Linked DNA regions of Zea mays: region 2 is linked to region 1. Evidence: chromatin contacts called from public Hi-C data. All regions are on one chromosome and are shown on one strand. The core of a region is the stretch at or near the end of the contact, and the rest is flanking DNA. Distances in the headings are between cores, read along the strand shown. Region 1 holds the start of LOC100280828 (heat shock factor protein HSF30). Region 2 holds the start of LOC100285566 (ubiquitin domain containing 1).

The links. Hi-C and Micro-C count contacts between places; a contact is called where the count stands out from the background.
Region 2: a Hi-C map of tassel shows a contact between it and region 1, with 2.7 times the contacts expected there. The contact joins the promoter of LOC100285566 here to the promoter of LOC100280828 in region 1. A contact is called at or near these places in 2 of 25 Hi-C or Micro-C datasets (ear and tassel).

Annotation. Positions count from the first base shown.
Region 1 is chr3:205,839,076-205,842,798 of Zm-B73-REFERENCE-NAM-5.0, forward strand. It overlaps LOC100280828 (heat shock factor protein HSF30), which reads right to left and starts at 2,275. Exons shown (of 2, transcript NM_001367142.1): 1 at 1,854-2,275; 2 at 1,144-1,711. The coding sequence starts at 2,117. The coding sequence ends at 1,226.
Region 2 is chr3:206,234,986-206,238,411 of Zm-B73-REFERENCE-NAM-5.0, forward strand. It overlaps LOC100285566 (ubiquitin domain containing 1), which reads left to right and starts at 1,531. Exons shown (of 4, transcript NM_001158457.2): 1 at 1,531-1,742; 2 at 3,378-3,426. The coding sequence starts at 1,709.

The DNA of each region.
Region 1 (3,723 bases), core at 1,025-3,524:
CAAACTAGTCCTTAGATAATTTAAAACAGACGTGAATTCGTTTGGACGCATGTATGTTCACTTCAATCCATATGCATTGTAGTGGTTTTATGAAGTTTTTTAGTTTAAGTTCTATATCAATCAACTTCAACTCAAGAGGTTGGTGACCATGGATTTTAATAAGCCGGTATAGGACGGACAGATTCCTGGAGCCTGGTTAAGGTATGGATGGAGGGATTTGTTCCTTTCCCGTTGTACCAATCGGTACCTTTGTTTTCCTTTAGGCCCCGTTTGTTTCCTTTCATTTCGAGGAATTGGAATCTTACTAATGGAATAGGCTATTTTTTTAGAATGTGACATTCCACCACATTCCAAAGTTATCATATAAGCCTACCTCAAATTCATGGGGTGAGAGATGAAAATGGATTTTATAGATTTACATGCTATTTTTCCGATGTACAACTTATAGCATATTCTTCTACTTGCGTCTCTATAACATAAATGTAGTATATAACTATCTCTCTCATATAATTTAAGATAATGTACAAACATATTACATATATAAATATATAAACTTAATTAGTTTTGTCTAAATTATAATTATTAAAATGGAATTTAATTCTAACGAAACAAACGGGCCCTTATGAAATTCGGTGCCTTTCTCCCCACCCCTCGCTTCTGATACTACTCTCACATCTACTGTACAAGTGCAACCACCGGTATGCCGGAGTCTCTAAATGCAGGCTGCAATATAAAGTAGGTGGGGGTATCTTTCCCCAAATTGGTCGACAAAGAAGACAGTCATTCTAAAATGCTTGTAGAAAAGACCTGGGATATGATTGTAAAATGCTTGTAGTAAAGATTGAATAAAGAGCAGTGAGAGAACATGTAGTTTTAAAAGCTTCCAGCTGCTGGCGTAGTAAACATAGAGATGATTCTTTTCAGACTTTTAACTATTTAGCCGAAGAGGAACCGTTGTCACGAAGACACACGAACACCGCAAAGAGCGCTGCCAAACGCTCGCCACGCTTAAAAACTTTTCTTCAGGCACTGTTACTTACTAAAATAGTACTGTTTTCGTTATTTTTTTATTAATCACGTTTAAATTTAAAAATGAACTTATTTTTTATTTGTCGCGTTTAAATTTAAAAATGAAGCCGACGGTAAAACGGAAGGCAGTAACTGCTGAAACCGAGGCAAAGCTATAATACAGTGCAAGTCATATATACACCAGTCCCTATCTACCCTAGTAGAACACTTGGCCGAGAACAGAGAACGGAAACGGCACGGCGCCCCCGCCCCTGCTGTGCGCCAGGTCCACGGCTTCAGCCCCGATCCGCCGCCTCTTGGCCGGCTGCGCCTCCGACCCCTTGTCGATCAGGGCCAGCTCCTCCTCCTTGGCGAGCATGGCGCGCAGCACGAGGCCCGGGTCGTCGGCGAGCTTGGCGAGGAACGCCATCATCTGGGCCGGCCGGCTCTCGGCGGCGCGCAGGCGGCGGTCCATGGCCCGCAGCTCGTCCTCCACCCCGCGCTGCTGCTCCCGCAGGCGCTGCACGGCCCGGATGGTCCCGCGCACCTCCTCCCCGGCCTCGCACAGCTCCCGGCCGCCGCCGCCGGCGCCGGCGCCCGCCTTCTTCCTCTTGCGCACGACCAGCGGCAGCAGGCGCGCCTGGCCCCGCAGGAACGACTCGTGCGCGAACTCCCACCGGTCCGTGTCCACCTTCCTGAACCCCTGTTAAAAAAATAACGGTACGCATGCGTGCCGAGAGCTGTTACTCACACGAGGAGGAGTGGTAGCTGAGTCCTGAGTGAGCGCTGAGCGGACAGCGGAGCGGGGGCAGAGGAGCTGAGGAGGTAGCGCGCATATCACTCACGTAGGTGTTGAGCTGCCGGACGAAGCTGGCGAAGTTGCGGTGCTTGAAGTAGGAGGGCAGCAGGTAGTCGGAGAAGGTGGCCGGGTCGAGGACGTGGAAGGTGTTGCTGGCGCCACCCCAGCGCACGACGGCGTCCGTGGCCGGGTCGCTCACCATGTGGAACGTCTTGGCCACGAACGGTGCGACGGCGGCGCCAGCCTGCTCCTGCTCCTGCTGCGGGCTGGTGGCGACGCCGACGCCGTAGCCCTTGCACTCGCTGCCCATGGCTCTTAGCTTGCTCGATAATACACACAACAACGTAAGGATCCCGATCCCCCAGTTCCCGTTCCGTTCCCTGTGGAGCGCTCACGGCGAAGAACCGGATAAGGAAGCAGCAGCTCGCTTTGCTTTCTCTCGCTGTCCTGTTCGTTCGGTGCCTGTGTGTGTGGTGGCCGTGTGGTTTGCCTTCTTTTATTCGTCTCCTTCGTCGGTGGTTCGGGGGTGGGGGCGAGTCCTACTCCTACGTGTCCTCAGATATTTCTGTCCGGGGCGGTAAAGCGCCTGCCACCGCCTATATATCTATCTCCTCAGGTCGTGGTACGGGCCGAGGAGCGCGGACTCGGCGGCAACAAATGGAACCATATGATTCGCGAGGCGATGTGGCGCTGGTGTTGTGCCGGATTTTGGGAGGATTCGATGCTTGTCGCTTAGGGGCCACGTGTGAGCGGCACAGGCATAAAGTGTCGCGCTGTCCCCTCCCCTGGGTCATGGGCTCATAGCAAGTCAGTTTTTCTTCACAGGCGTTGCGCTTTTCTTTCCTAATATATATATCTATCTAGTCTGCTGTGCCCTTTTTTTAGCGGGATATGGATGATATCGGCGATCTTAGGACGACGTGACAGCGCATCGACGAACAGTGTTTCGAATGACATACGCAGAAGGCAATCTTTGAGCGGGACAAGAGTTTTGTGCTTCTTGTAAATCTGGGAGAGACTGCTGGGCTCGGTCACTCTGCTCTTCACGCGCGGAGAGCACAGCCAGCTCACCACCCCTTTATTAGTAACTATAAGGCTGCCCGCACTCGTGAACGCCAAACGGGACGCTACCCCTGTTTAGCGTACAGTTCGCGTGCAGTGGGTAGCGCTAAATGGAACTGAACGATAGTGTGCGGGCTTCGGGACGGTACGGCGAGCGTCGTACGGCGTGGCGCTCTATACTCTCTCTCCTCCCGCACCAACGGCGTGGTTGAATTAAATATATGATAGTTGATATAGAGTATGGATATAGAGTAATATGAGTGCGGAGGATTATGGTATAGAGTAAAGAATTTTTCTGATCAGGACAGAATATTCTTTTTAGGGTAGAAATTTAGAGTAGTATGAGTGCGGATAGCCTAAGGACCTCCGGAAACTGAACGGCCAAGTGATCAACTGAGGCGGACAGGCGGTGAAAGGAAGAGGTGGGAGAAGGGCGGTCTGGCACGCGTTATCGAAAGAAATGTGTGCATCATGCTCATGGCCAACGCAGATATGCAGCAGCTTGAGGTGCAGGGTAGGTGTGGATGTGCCCGCGCAGTGCAAGCCAACCGCCTGACTCCATTTGGGGTCGGCGTGGACAGCTAGCAACACGCGCGGTGACGGACAGGGCCAAGCCGAGCCGATAGCGAGGGCTCCGCGCGCACGTCATCGCCTGCGTCCACGTCGCAACCAAGCGCCCAATCGCGTTCATGTAAATAAATAAATAAATAGTTCGAATTTGAACGCCCCAAAAAAATTGAGCATATATACAGTGGCAAACCGAGCCCACGTTGTTGCCTGATTCAAGCGCAGCTGCCCCTCCGGAAAACTTTGCGGCGAAAATAGTGGAGTCAGACAGCGTCAAATTGAGCTCG
Region 2 (3,426 bases), core at 281-2,780, 400 kb after region 1:
ATATTATTGCAACTATATTATCCCCTAAGTCCTATAGAAGGATATGTTACTTGCTTTGCACAACTTTGTATAAATTGTGGTGTAAGATAGAAAATGATAGCACCTCAACCTCATCCATTCTCGTTATTCCAGATGAACAATGAGACATATATCTTGAAGAATATGCTTGAGTTATGAGGGATAACAACTTTGACAGATGTCATCGTCAGGGGAGCGAATGCTTATATTGATCACAATTGTGAGACAACAAATGTCATATTCTATGCCCTGGGGGCATCAACTTCATGATCAATATGTGAATCTTTATGGAAGTTTCTATCAAATATAAAGATCTAGTCGATCGAACACCATCAGTTAAAGTAGCTTGTTTATGTCGATACGTGCACTTACCTCGTATATCCTAGAAGTTAGTAGAGGTGAAGTTCCTGATATAATCCTTGCAACAGTATGCAATCCGTTTGCTAAATCTCTATGTGCGTATACTTCCAGAAGAAGATGTTGTGCCATATTGATACAGTTTTGCGAGGATCAGGGGGAGCACATTTCTAAATTTAGCCCTTGTAGAAGATTCGATGGAATTCTGATTCAGAAGATCGAAATTTGTCCTGATGACATTTGTTGTACTCTTTTTCCTTGGTGAGTTTTTTGAAGTTTCTCACATAAGGTTTTTAATGAGGCAACAAAGTGCAAATGCAATTTGTGTCACCATGTACTCTTTCTCCATATTTTTCCCACTGAGTTTTTGGGAGTTTTAAAGAGGCATGTGTTGGTCGCGGTATTCGCCCAAGGGGGAGTGTTAAGTAACCCTAGTTAGGGTTATGTGGGTAAATACCGACTTTGCCTCTGAGGAGTCTCATATCTCTATATAAGGAACATGTACACCCCTTCATATTACAGAGATCAGAAAGAGGTTATAGGCTCAACCCTATATCTCGTGTCTCGTGTGTTTCCTCTGTCGTGCTTATGGGAAGGGAGACAGGTCCTCTATAGCTTCTTGCGCCTCTACTGCTGACGGGAGAGAAGGGAGCGGATCTAATGATTCGTGATAACGTAGTTCTCAATACAAGGAATCTGCTCTTTGCTGGCATTTGCTATCCACGCTGAGAAGAAACGAACCAACAAATGGGAATTAGGAACCACAGGCAATACGAGCAGTTTAGGACATGGAAAAAAGAAAGGAAAAAAGAAATAATAAAAATAGTCAGAATACTATTTTAGTAATAACACTTATAAATACTGTTATGGACAATTTTAAATTAAAAGAGTCCTATAATAGCAATAAACTTATCGGACTGCTAAGACGGGGCAGAAGCACGTTTGAATTATTGTAAGCCCATTTGCGTCACCAGGCCGACTCTGGGCTATGAACTGTGTACGCTCGGCCGGACCAGCCCATACAACGGACCCAACTTCACAAAACCAACCAAAAGGGGCCGAAGACCTTGTTCGTCGGCGTATCCGGATTATGCTGGCTAGGACCTAGGAGCGTGCGGGGCCACCAACCGATGCGTCCGTCCCGTCCACACCAGTACACCACCATCCCCCACCGGCCACCACTTCTGCTCCGCGTCCGCTTTTCAGCTCTCCACCGCTATCTCGCACGTCGCTCCCCAAATCATCCCATCCTACGCCCGCGGCCGTGGCACCGAATCCAGAAGCGTCTAGAAGGGGGAGGTGGTCGCCCATGACCGTCTGACCGGCCGTCGCCATGGGATGCGCTGGATCCACTCCAAAGACTGACGGTCTATCCCCCTTCCTATTCTACTGTTTCTTCTCCGTTGTTTTCTGTATGGTTCAGATTGGGATCTTATATTAGATGACCGTTGCATCTTCGGTAATTCGGTTCTGGAACCGAGTTTAGGATACGGTGGGTAGCTGGTTTATCAGCGTCCTTGGTTCTTGTATGAGCTGGGTGGGTAGCGATTGGTAACTCGAATTAGCTCCGCCTGCCATCGATGGTTAATTGAGCTCCAGGACCATCGCCATGGTGGTTCCAAGGAAGAGCCATGATCGGCTTATATGTAGCACAGCTTCTTGTGAATCGTGATTGAGTCACGGCCGACGGATGGAGGGAGAAGATATTGGTATTGCCACAAAGCAATTGAAGGGATGACCTGCTCCCTTTTGGGCAAAAAGGTAGATCATACAGTTGTTGGGGAGACGAAGACATGTCTGGTTGTCATAAAAATAACTGGAACTGACCGCTTATTCTTCATGTGACAGATGCACTGCTGCAGCTCTGTTCATGCCCAGCAGAATTAACGATGAGATAATACAGTATTAATGGCTAGCTGAGATGATGGTTTATTCTTGTTGTTGGGGGAAGCCATTTCGTTGGTTTAAAAAAATTGCTTTCCTTAGGGCAGCAAAATCAAATATGCGGTGATATGCAAGATAAATTGAAGTGATAACTTAATCTATTTGTAGGAGGAAAGCCATGGATTGATTAAGAGGATTTACTTTGTGTTAGATGATTATCTTTGCTGCACCTACATTATCCATAAGGTATTAAGGTGCAGTTCAGATAGGAGCAAGATGACGATAGCAGATTGGTTGCCTGTGCAGTTCCCTTGTTTGATAAATACTAGTCATGCTGTTGGACCAAGGGAAATGACTTCACACTTTTTTATTGATTCTGATCTGATGCATCCTTAGTGTAGCACTTTAGAAGGTTCATTAGGCTGTAATATTTTTGCATGCCTCAAGAAAATCACTTTTCTATCTAGAGAATTAGGTTTAGGTAAAGACATTTTTTTATCTTCGACCATCATGTCAAGAATAGTGGTATTTTAGAAAGCATGTCGTCAATATGTTGATACCATTTTTTTTTATAAAAAGTGATGTAGCATGTCGTATATTTGTAAAAAAAAGAACATTTGCATAATACTCCCTCCATTTTTTTTATTTGACGTTTTGCAGTTCATTTGTACATTAGTTGGCGTCAAATAAAAAAGGATGGAGGTAGTACAATATACTACAATTGAAACTAATATCTTGAAAATCAGGTACTGTGCCTGCATCCAAATCACCATGTTTTTTTACAAGAGGAATTAATAGGTTTGTTTTTAAACAGGTCCATTCAAGTATTTTGTCAGCATTTTTTAGATAAAGGAAGTGTTTCATCAACATGCTCAGATCTTTGTTTAGAAAGAGCAAAATAACATATATAATATGCCAATGCTTGCTGGTAGAATGATATTTGGCCACATAACGTGCACATCCCTTGTATGTTTCTTGATTGTATTAGCTTGGTAGAATGTAGTATGATGGCATTGCTTATTTACAATGGAAATCATTGTGCTGATATACTCACTTGTTAATGCCCAACACTTCCTCTTCGTCTCAGATTAATGCTCAACATTTTCTCTTTGTCTCAGATAATGGTAAGAATTTGAAGAAACCAAAGCCTTGGAAGCACACCCAAGC